2 separate regions of the Sus scrofa genome follow, and region 1 is linked to region 2. A link is a contact called in public Hi-C data. All regions are on one chromosome and are shown on one strand. The core of a region is the stretch at or near the end of the contact, and the rest is flanking DNA. Distances in the headings are between cores, read along the strand shown. Region 1 has its middle 440 kb from the start of TMEM135. Region 2 has its middle 300 kb from the start of TMEM135.

The links. Hi-C and Micro-C count contacts between places; a contact is called where the count stands out from the background.
Region 1: a Hi-C map of omental adipose tissue shows a contact between it and region 2, with 1.9 times the contacts expected there. The contact joins two enhancer-like sites. A contact is called at or near these places in 3 of 47 Hi-C or Micro-C datasets (embryonic fibroblasts, omental adipose tissue and skeletal muscle) and 1 of 2 datasets of contacts at active chromatin or transcription factors (skeletal muscle).

What each region holds. Positions count from the first base shown.
Region 1 is chr9:21,180,739-21,186,532 of Sscrofa11.1, reverse strand. No RefSeq gene overlaps it. Among named protein-coding and RNA genes, the nearest start is that of TMEM135, 440 kb to the right of the region's middle. Within about 2 kb of position 1,567, at least 17 of the 83 cell types and tissues checked have an H3K27ac peak or open chromatin away from gene starts, as enhancers often do. A contact at or near this core is called in omental adipose tissue, where this site is marked.
Region 2 is chr9:21,038,046-21,043,624 of Sscrofa11.1, reverse strand. No RefSeq gene overlaps it. Among named protein-coding and RNA genes, the nearest start is that of TMEM135, 300 kb to the right of the region's middle. Within about 2 kb of position 3,369, at least 10 of the 83 cell types and tissues checked have an H3K27ac peak or open chromatin away from gene starts, as enhancers often do. A contact at or near this core is called in omental adipose tissue, where this site is marked.

The DNA.
Region 1 (5,794 bases), core at 318-2,817, 140 kb before region 2:
TCTGGTATCTTTCTGCACATTACTGGACATTAAATGCTTGACATTAAATTCTTTAAATATAATTTAACTGACCCGCCTCAAATCAGGGCACCTGCACATTCTGCTGGTCTCAAGCACCCACGTGATAAAATGTCCACACAGATTTTTCAAGCAAAAACAAAGGTCCATTGATGAATTTACTAGACTAGTGGATTCCAAAAATATTTGAAAATATGAAATAGGAGCTATCTCTCCCTTCATTGAGCTCATATTATGGTAAAAGAAACAGAATAGATGCATATACATGCACACATATACATGTATGATGTATTAAATACAGTACGCTTATGTGATATACAAAACAATTTTATTCTGTAGATTATGAATACAGAAATAACATCGTTCTTAGATTTCCCATCCCTTCCAAAAGAGAGCTTAGCTGTATAATTTTTGATATATTACCTAATTTCTGAGTTTCAGCATTCTGAAATGTTACAATTACCTTGAAAAAAAGTCTGTGAAAATTCAAAAAGACAATGTGTAAAAGATGTTTGCCTTTCAATATGTGGTACCTACTGTTACTGTGTTATATAATTTTCTTCACCTTCACCAATAACAGATTTTGCTATCATTAATATAAGGAGACCATGATCATTTATTCAACAAATGTTTGAGTACCTAGGTAACAGCAGGCACTGTGATAACCAATACAGCACAAGCACGAAAACAGTAATGGTACAAAGAAATGAAGTTAAGTTTTGAGTGAAGAGAGAGGTGGGAAGGACTCAAAGATTCTTTGAATAGGCTTTGGACATCAAAGAGGAAGCTGCTGTCCTAATAATGCGTTCACAGCACAGGTGGGCTCGTGGGTGTTGCAAGGCCCTAGGTGCACGGCACAGAAGAACTCAGAATTCTGATCTGAGGTCACAACTTCCAGAGGCCAGCATTTGTGAAAGAGCACTATTTCTGTCACCCCTGAGATCCATGACAATGGATCTGTTGCCTCACTGGCTTCTCCTCTCCAGCTTGTGTTGAGTTGAAATTCACTCAAGCAGAGCTCTTTAGCTGCCCTTTCCCCTCTGTTCTATTGTCTGTGTTTTGTCATCATGTCTATTCAATTAAGATTGATATCTGTACTAAGAGAATCTGAGTTCTCAGCAAGCTCCAAAGAGAAATCACTCACTGGGAACCAAAGTACTGTGGCTCCATTATGTTCTGAGGGCTAACCGCAGCTACATGATGAATTGTGTTCTCTATTTTCTTGTTGTTGTAGCTAAATATATTTCAAATGATAGTTAAGATAAGACTCCATGGAAACACATCAGTAACCAAAGCAAACAAGACTACTCCTTTCATTAACTGAGGGACAGTCCCTACATTCTTTTTCATTTTATTTTGTTCATAGTTATTGTCTCTAAGAGCAGGAAAGATTTACTTTTATTTAGGCTCATTTGAATTAACAAGATTTATTTCCACCTTATAAATTGTGTTGAATTAATCCTTTTGGACAGCACTGAAGACCAAATATTGGATGAGCCACTTAATCATGAGCCCTGTCAAGGCCCAGGACTTAGTAATGGAAAATTGTGCAAACAGTGAGGATGCCGACAGAACAGATGAGCTGTCCAGAGACACTTGAGAAATGCCTTCCTCAGGGTGTGTTTCAAACCTTTGCACACACATCAAGACAGACAAAAAGTGTGGGGTTTGGCATTATAAACTAGGAGAACGTAATTTATAGTTACAAATCCAAGTTTGAGGAGTCCTGGATCTTACACAATTTCAAGGGTCATTCTGAGTGAAAAGAATTTAAAAAATATGTAAATAGAAAATTGGGGACAAAGTTTAAACTATTTTGAATTTTGGAAAACTTTCAAGAAATTCCAGTAAATGGCAAATTTTAAAAAGCTGACAAACACCACAAACATCAGCAAATCCAGGAAAATAACGTGTTTACTATGACTGATCCCCCTCCATTATACTTTCTTTCTACATGCTTTTTCTATTTACTTACTCTTCGATTGCCTCTTCATATGACAATTTTATCGTGTTATTCTTCGTGGAAAAAAAAAAAGAACACCTTGTCTAGCATGGTTGATCAAATAATTGTTTTTCTATTATTAATGGTCATGAGTAGGCATTAGTGAGAACTGAATCCTCTATTTGCAACATTACACGTCTGATGATGGGAAGAACATTCCACAGACAAGCTTCTAGCTCCTTCCAGGAAGTCTTGCCCACACAGTTCCAGGGTCAGGCCCAGGAGGACACAGTCATACTGTGATGTGATGTCTAGCCCTGCATTTTCATGTCACAATGCCTGGCACAGGAAGCGTTAGGAATATTTGTGGGAGCCATTACTATGCCAGGATGGTTATCAATAACCAAACTATTCATTGAAGTGGCCATTTCTCATGAAAGAGCTGGTAGCGTCGCTCAGAATGCTAGTGACAAGTACTGGTCTAGATCTTCGTATGGCACCTTTGTTAGCCGCTTGTTCTTCCCTAAGTGTATATGCATTTGAAATCAGATCCTTTCAATTCTTTATTGATTTTTTTGGCCTCCTCTGTATTTCTCCAAATCCTTTCTAAGTTGAGAAACTCAGGAATGAACACAGAACCCTCCTAAATAAGTACAGTGTTCCTGCTGCTTTTAATGGAAGGACTACCGTATGGTTCTACATGCATTTCAGAGGACACATTTCTGCCAAATACAGCAGACATAGTCATCGAAAGGACATTTAGAAGTGTTTTTATTAAAAGCACACTCTTGAGATTTAAAAGGGTAAAATAAAAGAGAAAGAAAGATATGATTCTTAAAGAGAATATAACATTTGCCTACAAACTTGGCTGATGAAAATTCTTGAATGATTAAGCATAAGTTAGGGATTCTGCATTTAAACTGTAGTGTAGGATCTTGGAGTTTTAAGGAAAACATAGCTGAAACCACTATTCTTCAAACTATCGGATAATTACATGACTTACTTTTCTTCCTTTTCTCAAATTTTTGAATGGTTTTATAACCTTGAACAGTGCCAGATTTGGAAGCAGGGACAAATTTAACACGGAGAATTCCTTAATGTCATTACTTCTCCAAACAAGCTTAGTGAGAAATGAAGAGAGAAAAGACATTTCTTACTTGCAAGCAAAGCAAAAGAAGACTTGTTACAGATTCCATGCATTAGTGAGCAGTCCATTACCCCATTTTGCTAAGAATCAAATCAAAAAGGACATCTGTGCTCAGTAATTCCTCTTTCTTTTGTACCGACAAACTGCCCCCAGCGGTGGAAGAACTGCAGTGCCATAAAGAATCCCTTTGGCTTCAAACAGACCATTATCATGAAGGTCAGGTCTATATACTACCAAAAACAATGCAAAAAAAAGAAAAAAAAAATCAACTAGGTACAGTTGATCTTCTGTTAAAATGGATAGGAAGTCTCCATTTGATTGAATTTTCCAAATAAGTGAAGGGTAAATATGGCACTCTTATATCTATATCTTATATCTTGTATCTTATCATATGGGCCTTGTTGTGGGCCCATGCTTCTCAATGTTTTTTAATCTATGTACTTGCTTGCTGAACATAAAAAACGCTTCCCCTTCCCTGCATGTGTCCAGAGGCCTTGCTCTTATCCTCTAATTGAATCCCTGAGAGACAGAGGAATGTTTATTTTTTTATATGAAAAACATTTCTTTCAGCTTTTCTGTTGTAGTTTATAATAAAAATAATGGCTTTTTGTGGTCTCTCAATTTTAAAATTTATGTAATACTAAGTACATATTTTCATAACCCTCTGGGAGAGTGTGATGTGCTCTGTAGCCCTGTTTCCCCTCCCCACCCACAAGTGAGAAACGCTTTTCCAAGACTAATAATTCCAATTTTCTGCTTTAGTAAATAGGATGGAGAGAACATAATTGAATTCTCATTTTGCATTTAGGATCTAATAGTGCCTCAGGCTCTGGATGATAAACTTGAATCTTCACTCTACAGCACAGATTTACAAAATAGGTAAGCTTGATTGGAAGGGGTACTATAAAACCAGAAGACAATGCAAGGTGCCCTTGCTATGTTTTTTAAAAGGTCTCAGTGACCATGATCATGGTTCAGAAATTAAATTTGAAAATATTTTGGCTACATAATACTGTCCATCTTTGGTGATTTTTTTTCCCCTTCAAAGCATCTTCTGTCATTTATGAAGACAAAAGCTAATCTCTTTTTTATCCATTGGCTTGGAACCCTCCTATGTTTACAGATATGTGACAGTTTTCTCACACTGGAATTTGCTCAGGCTCTGGATATTAACTGCCATAATTCTTCTCACATGCTCCTGGCAATTAATTCCTCATGCAATATGCATAGTTTAGTGCCCTTTTACTGCATGACCTCCACTCTCACATTTCCCCAGGCTAATACCAGGCTAACACCTGGATTCTGCCTTCCAATTTTAAGAGATATTGAGCTCAGAGAACAAAAATAGAACAGGCTTGAAGTATCTCATTTTCTTTCCACCTTTTCACAGTCGCTTTGAGTTTCACCTTGAAATTAATTAAGAGAGGACAGTAAGGTGAAATTGAACTATTTCATCTTAGTGGTACCCTTCTTCCCTTTTTAGTTGACTCCTAAAATGTCAAGATTTCAGACATATTTAAACAGGAATTAAGGGACCATAGCTTGTTACAGATTCTCTTGGTCTTGAACAGATGGGTCCCCCTCCTCAGTTTTTTTGCTCCTTAGTATATGAAAGTATTGTTATGGTGTAAAATGGCCAAAGGGTGAAATAGATTTTTTAAAATATTCATGAGATATGGAAGTATGGTTGACTCTGGTTGAATAATGGAAGAGAGGTTTTGGATAGGGAATAAGTGAGAGACACAATGGATCCTGTACCCCACAAAGAGGCTTGATATCATTACAGAACAGGGGATAATAGTGAGTAAAATCCTGGTGCCTGCAGAGGGATCAGGAAACTAAGAAGGTTCTTCCATGGCTGCACACAAAAGAAAAGGGTAGCAATTGGGCATGCCTGGAGCCAAGAGCACATGGCATGAACAGTGAGATGAGGTTAAAAATACTCATCGCTTTGCTGCAGTATCATGGGCCTCAGCTTTGACACTAAGATTCTATTATCAATTAAAAACTGATATTAAAAAAGCATAATTGATGCAGTGGAGTCCAGCAAAATCGTTTAGGCCTGTTACTAGGGGGAGTGTTACAGCTGGTAAAACTGCAAATGGTGTAAGTAAAGAAACTAGCCAATGTACATGAAGTTTGAATATGTACCGCTGAAGACCAAGAGAGAATTTAGCACCAACCAGACCAGGTGTGGTTTCTAAACAAGTAAGGCTAAACAAAGGTCAGTCCTTCACGAGCATACCATGACCCTCCAAGGAAGGGTATGCAAGCTGATTTGCAGAGCACTGTGGACACTCTCTCAGCAAGACAGTAGGACCTAGATCAAGCATAACTTCATTCACAGGCAATTAATGAGGGATCCCCCTGCATCAGGCACTGCCAGATATGGAAAAAGAGGAGCACAGACTCTTAGACAAACAGTGACCACATCCTGTGTTGAACAAAGCTATAGGAGTCCAGAAGCAGGAAGAATAAATTCATTCTAGAAGACCCAGGGCCAGCATCACAGAGGTGATGTCTCATCCTGGATATTAAGCATATCGCACAAGGTTCTTAGTTGCAAACAACAAGAAATGCATTTGATTATTTTTTTTGAATAAATAAGTTTATCAGAGGCCAGCTCATAGATTTTCTGAGAGATTATGTAGCCAGCAATAGCACTCCAGATCTCATCATGGAAATGT
Region 2 (5,579 bases), core at 2,120-4,619:
AGCAGGAAAGTGGAGCTGGGATTTGGGGGGAAAGCCTGAATATCCTTTGACGGCTCTGAAAGGGAGGGCATTGTTGTGTCAAGGCCAGGCCTGTGAGCCTCTGAGCCCATAACCACTGCTCCTCGTCCGTTTGACTCTCCCAGTGCTTTCTCATCTATTCTGTGAAATCCTTACTTCTTCCCTTCAAGACCATTCTGGTCTGGAGCTCCCGTTGCGGCACAGCGGGTTAAGAACCCGACTAGTATCCATGATGATCCCGGTTTGAAACCTGCTCTCGCTCAGTGGGTTGGGATTCCGGCGTTGCTGTGGCCGTGGTGTAGGTCACAGATGCGGCTGTGTTCACCCTTAGCCCGGGAACTTCCAATGCTGTAGGTGTGGCCCTAAAAAGAAAGAAAAAAAATGACCTTTCTGTTCTAAGAAAAGTGAAGTTTTAGAGGAGGTTTGAGGCTTCCCAGAAGCCTCAGAATAAGTCAGTGTAGAAACTAGAAATCAGACCCAGGACCCTGGGCCAGGGATCCAGTCATTCCTTGCTTCCTTCTTTCCATACCTTCTGGGTACCAGGTGCACAGCAATAAACTGGGCCTGGTGCCTGCTGGCAGGAGGGTGCCATCTAGTGGGGGAGGAGGCAAGCCCACACCCACTGTGACAATGATAGGGTGGAATAAGCCAGCTGCAGAGATGCAGAAGAGGTGCTCTCCACCTCGGCCTGCTGGGGTCACTGAGAGTCACTCTGTGCTTGCCCGGTGCATCACAGTGGGAGGAGTGAGGCATGGCTTGCAGCCCTGCCCAGATGCTGCGGGCGGAGGGCAGGGGTGGTAGGGTGGGGGATGGGGGGTGCAGGAGGTGATGGCCCATCCCAGTGGGTCTCGCTCCCAGCCTCCCTGACTCTAGCTCCCCCATCACCCCTGTGTCTCTGAGTGAGCCCTGACCTCCGTTCCCTCTGGGAACCTTGGCTTGCAGGGGCTCAGCCTCCAGCAGGCCTCTGCACACCGCTGGGCTCTGGCTCTGGGAGGACTGGGGGTCAGGCGTTAGGCTGAGCAGGTGCACACTTGCTTCCCGTTTAGTCTCAGCGACTACAAAGGGCCGCTTGGATTTCTGGGAGAATCCTATCCCCTTCCCTCCCCTTCATTCATGAGTTTTCTTTATCATTTCATTTTTAACAAAATACAGAGGTTAATTTTCCGAGCTCAAATCTGTTCCCAAGGTCAAAGCTGTTGCGAACACGTCTGGGCTCCTGTCAGTCAATGTCAGGAGGTGAGAAGGTTGTCCTCTGGACCACTGGCCCCAGACGTCCTCTTCTCTCTGGGAGGGAACTGCTTTTGTTTGGAGAAAATACTTTGACAACCAGCTTGGGGTAGAGGGTGAGATGGACAGGAACTCAGCTGCAAAGCCACTGCGTGAAGTGGGCTGAAAGACAGCTTCACCGTTGCTCTGGAGAGGGAGGGGATGGCACAGAGGGGAGGCGAGGGGAAGGAGAGGGAGCAGGGGAGAGGATTAAGAGTAAACCTAGGCTGGAGTTCCCATCGTGGCGCAGTGGAGATGAATCTGACTAGGAACCATGAGGTTGCAGGTTCCACCCTGGCCTCACTCGGTGGGTTAAGGATCCAGTGTTGCTGTGAGCTGTGGTGTAGGTTGCAGAGGCGTCTCGGATCCTGCGTTGCTGTGGCTGTGGTGGAGGCCAGCAGCTGTGGCCCCAATGCAACCCCTAGCCTGGGAACCTCCATGTGCCAGAGATGTGGCCCTAAAGAGAGAAAAAAAAATAAAGCGTAAGCCCAGGCTGGGAGTGGCTGGGCGTGGGGGAAGTGAGGAGAGGCTTATAAAAAGGTACAAACTTTCAAATATAAGATGAGTAAAGTGTGAGGATCTAATGTATAACATGGTAACTAAAACCGATAACATACTGTATCCTATTAAGGTAAATGTGTGACATGATGTAACTGGATGGGGGGGCATCCTTTCATAATGTAGACATATATTAAATCATGTCGTACACTTGAAATCTCTTAAAATTGTCAATTATACCTCAATAAACCTGCAAAAAAAATTTTTTTTAATTAAACAAATTTTAAAAAAGAGTAAGTCCAGGTCTAGACAGTGAAGTTCCCCCAGAGCTGGGTAGAATCCAGACCCTGAGCCCAGAGCCTGCTTCCTTCCAGGAAATTGTAAGAACAGGGATGTTTAATGTTCACCTCAAAAGGGTTCCTGACTGTGGTGCAAAGCCGTCCGTCTTCCCCCCAAACTGCAGCAAATTCTCCCATTCGTGAACACTCCAAATGAGAATTTTGAAAACTGAAATACAGTAGACCACATACAGTATTATGCTAGTCTCAGGTGTACCACGTAGTGATTTGATGTTTGCACACATTATGAAATGGCCACCGCGATTAGGCTGGGAACCAACTGTGCCCCGTACACAGTTTTTACAGTATTGTTAACTGTATTCCTGGCGCTGGGTAGTACATCCCTGGGGCTTCTTTGTTTTATAAGTAAAGGTTTTATAGCTCTCAATCCACTTCTCGACCCCCCCCATATCCCCACCCCTCTGGCAACCACTCATTTGTTCTTTATCTGTAAGTGTGTCTTCCTTTTGTTTTTTACCACTTGTAAGTGAGACCATGTGATACTTGTCTTCCTCGGATTGATTTCACTTAGCGTAATACCCTCCTACCCTCTAGGTCCATCTATATGTGCAGAGGGGGATTTGTTTGAAGTTCTAAAAACTGCTTTGCTCTCCTTGGAGTTTGGAAAGAAACGATGTGACCATTGATGCTGTGGTTTCCCAACATGCACTTTGGTGGAGAGTGCACAGCTCAAACATCTCCAGGGAGCCGTGGGTGCTGGTGTCAGCTCCTCGCTCTCCTGCGGGCAGGTAAGAGCTCCCACACTCCTGCGTCCAAGGCGGTCTTCCTGGGGTCCGCCCCTTCCCCACGTGTCAGCTGCCCCCAGAGTCTGCCATCTATCTTCTCTCCCCAGGCTGCCCTCGCACCAGGACCCTGGGTGGATGTCGTGGGTGGGGCTCGTGCTTGTGCTCGGGGAGCTGATGGTTCATCGTGTCCACAGGCTGAGACTCGACCTATCCTAGGGCTTCCTGCCAGCCCTGCTGACCGCCAGACAGGCTGCCCAGAGAGGGGCATCAGTCAAAGTTAACACAGAAAGGCTTTTGGGGATGAACGTGGAGACCCGCTGAGGCGCGGTGGGGACGAATGTCAGCTTGTGGTTCAGGAAGCTCGAACGGGGTTGGGGGGAATGGGTGGTGTGCTGGGTTTGGGGCTCACGGGTCCCTCCCGCCGGCTTTCCTAGGCAGTAGCTGGACACCAAGGGGAGCCGCAGCCCTTGCCTAGTTAGTGCTGTGACCAGCACTCGTGGAGCGCGGGTGCCACCTGGTGGCCATATATGGCATGACTCGTGACAAGAAAACCCTGGGAACCAGACCCTGAGGCCAAGGTGACCACTGCACTGACTGTGGTGATGGCAATACCTCATTAATACCCCTAGTCTTTCGTGCCATTCTATACTCCCTCCAGGTTTTGAGGAGGCCGGTCCTTTGTTGTCACAACCATATTAATTACAATCATAAGAGTAACAGCTACATCAAAATAACAAGAATCCCCACCATCCATCAGGCACTTCCTTCCTGCCATGCACTGAGCTAGACACACAGGGGTCCAGAAGTACCTTTCCTTCAAGGTACTCATATGCTCAGATATTTACAATTAACCAAAATGCAAGAGAGAGGGTGACAAAAATAATCAATAAGCTATGGGAGCAGAGGTGAGGTGACATCTTGCTAAACATCAAAATTGAGCTTAAAGTTGAGGCATCGCTGAGGCTGTGAAATGTAGATAATTCAGCTAGTGACAAAGGGAAGGACATTCTGAGCAGAGGCACTGGCCAGGCAGCCAAAGCCCAGTGAAAACACTAAGAAGGTCCAGGCAACAGCAGCTGTAGGATTTTGTGGGAGGGGGTGATGCAGGAAGAGGTGGAACGTGAAGGACAGCATAGGGATGATGTAAGCTAGGTGCTGGGCTTGCACTTAACTCCCGGTGGTGAAACGAGCCACTGAAAGGCTGGTTGGGGAAATGGCAAGACAATTCACTCAACATCCAACAGACATTGACAGGCTTAGATGTGCCGGGTGCTGTTTCTCAAAAAGCCCTTCCCTCCCAGAGCACAACCAGGGAGCGAGAGGAAGGATGGAGAGAGGACAGACGCAAGGTATTGCAGAATTTGCATCTCTAGGACTTGGCTGCCAGTGGGCAAGGAAGAGGCAGAAATTGAAGATACAGCCTAGGTGACCGGGAGAAAAAAGCCACTGGAGTTTGCAACAGAAGAGAAAGAACAGGTTTGAGGGGGAAGGAAACGAGTCTCCTTTTGGATGTGTTCAGGAAACAACAAGTAGCCATGAAGCAAAATAATCCACAAAATCAACATTACATTATATTATGTTACATGTTACATTACATGACATTACATTACAATAACTTACCTCCCCAAACCCATGAAAAGTCAGACTAGGTTTCCTAGAAAATTCTTCTGCCATTAGAGGTTAAAATTATATTGAATATTGTCAAAGACAAATCTCCACAAACAGATGCATTAAATGTTTGCTGAACCAGCACATGGAAAAGAATGGTTGCTAACACTTACCGAGAGCTCGGACTGAGTGAAATGTTCACCACGGATTGTAAGAGCGTTGCTCTCAGTGCCTCTTCCAGCCACCTTCTTTTAGCCTCTCAACTCTCTGTGGGCTTTGCGCTGGGCTCAGGTCCCACAGTCAGCAAGGGCAGGGCCAGCCAGGATCTGCAGAGGAAGGCCCAGATCTTCTGCCATCTCCCTGGGTGGGAGCTGCATGCAAAGGACCCTCTTTGGCCTGGCATCGCGTCCAGCCGCATTCCCTTGGTGGTCAACCTGCATGAACCTTAATGAGAAGATGCTTCAGGCCCTTTCTGTTTGGTCACGTTTAGGAAGGTAAGATGTCAAAAGCTGGGAAAAGCGGGCCTGGGAGAAATAGAGCACTCTGTAGCATTACAGGAAAAAGACGGGATGAAGAACAAAGAAAATGTGGAAGTTCCTGTTTTGGCTCAGCAGTAACAAACCCGACTAGTAGCCATGAGTTTGCAGGTTCGATCACTGGCCTCGCGCCATGGGTTAAGGATCAGTGTTGCTGTGAACTGGGGTGTAGGTCTCAGATGCCGTTCGGATCCCATGTTTGTGGCTGTGGTGTCGGCCAGCAGCTACAGGTCCAATTTGACCCCTAGCCTGGGAACTTCCCTATGGCACAGGTGCAGCCCTAAAAAGCAAAAAAAAAAAAAAAGAAAGAAAGAAAATGTGGACTTGAGTTGGGGTGTGAAGGCAGGAGGCTGGATGGCGGGAGGTGCCCGTGACTTCCGGAGGGTCAGATGCTCACGTGGGCCTGTGAGCAGCGCTGGCACAACCCGGTGGTGGGGAAACCACCTACTCAGCTTCTCCAACTGGAAAACAGCCTGTCCAGGAAAGAAGCCCAGGCACACAAGGTTCTGGCCCCACTGGATCTGTGCAATTGTCCAGGATAAATGACTCTTCAGTCTTATCTCAGGCTC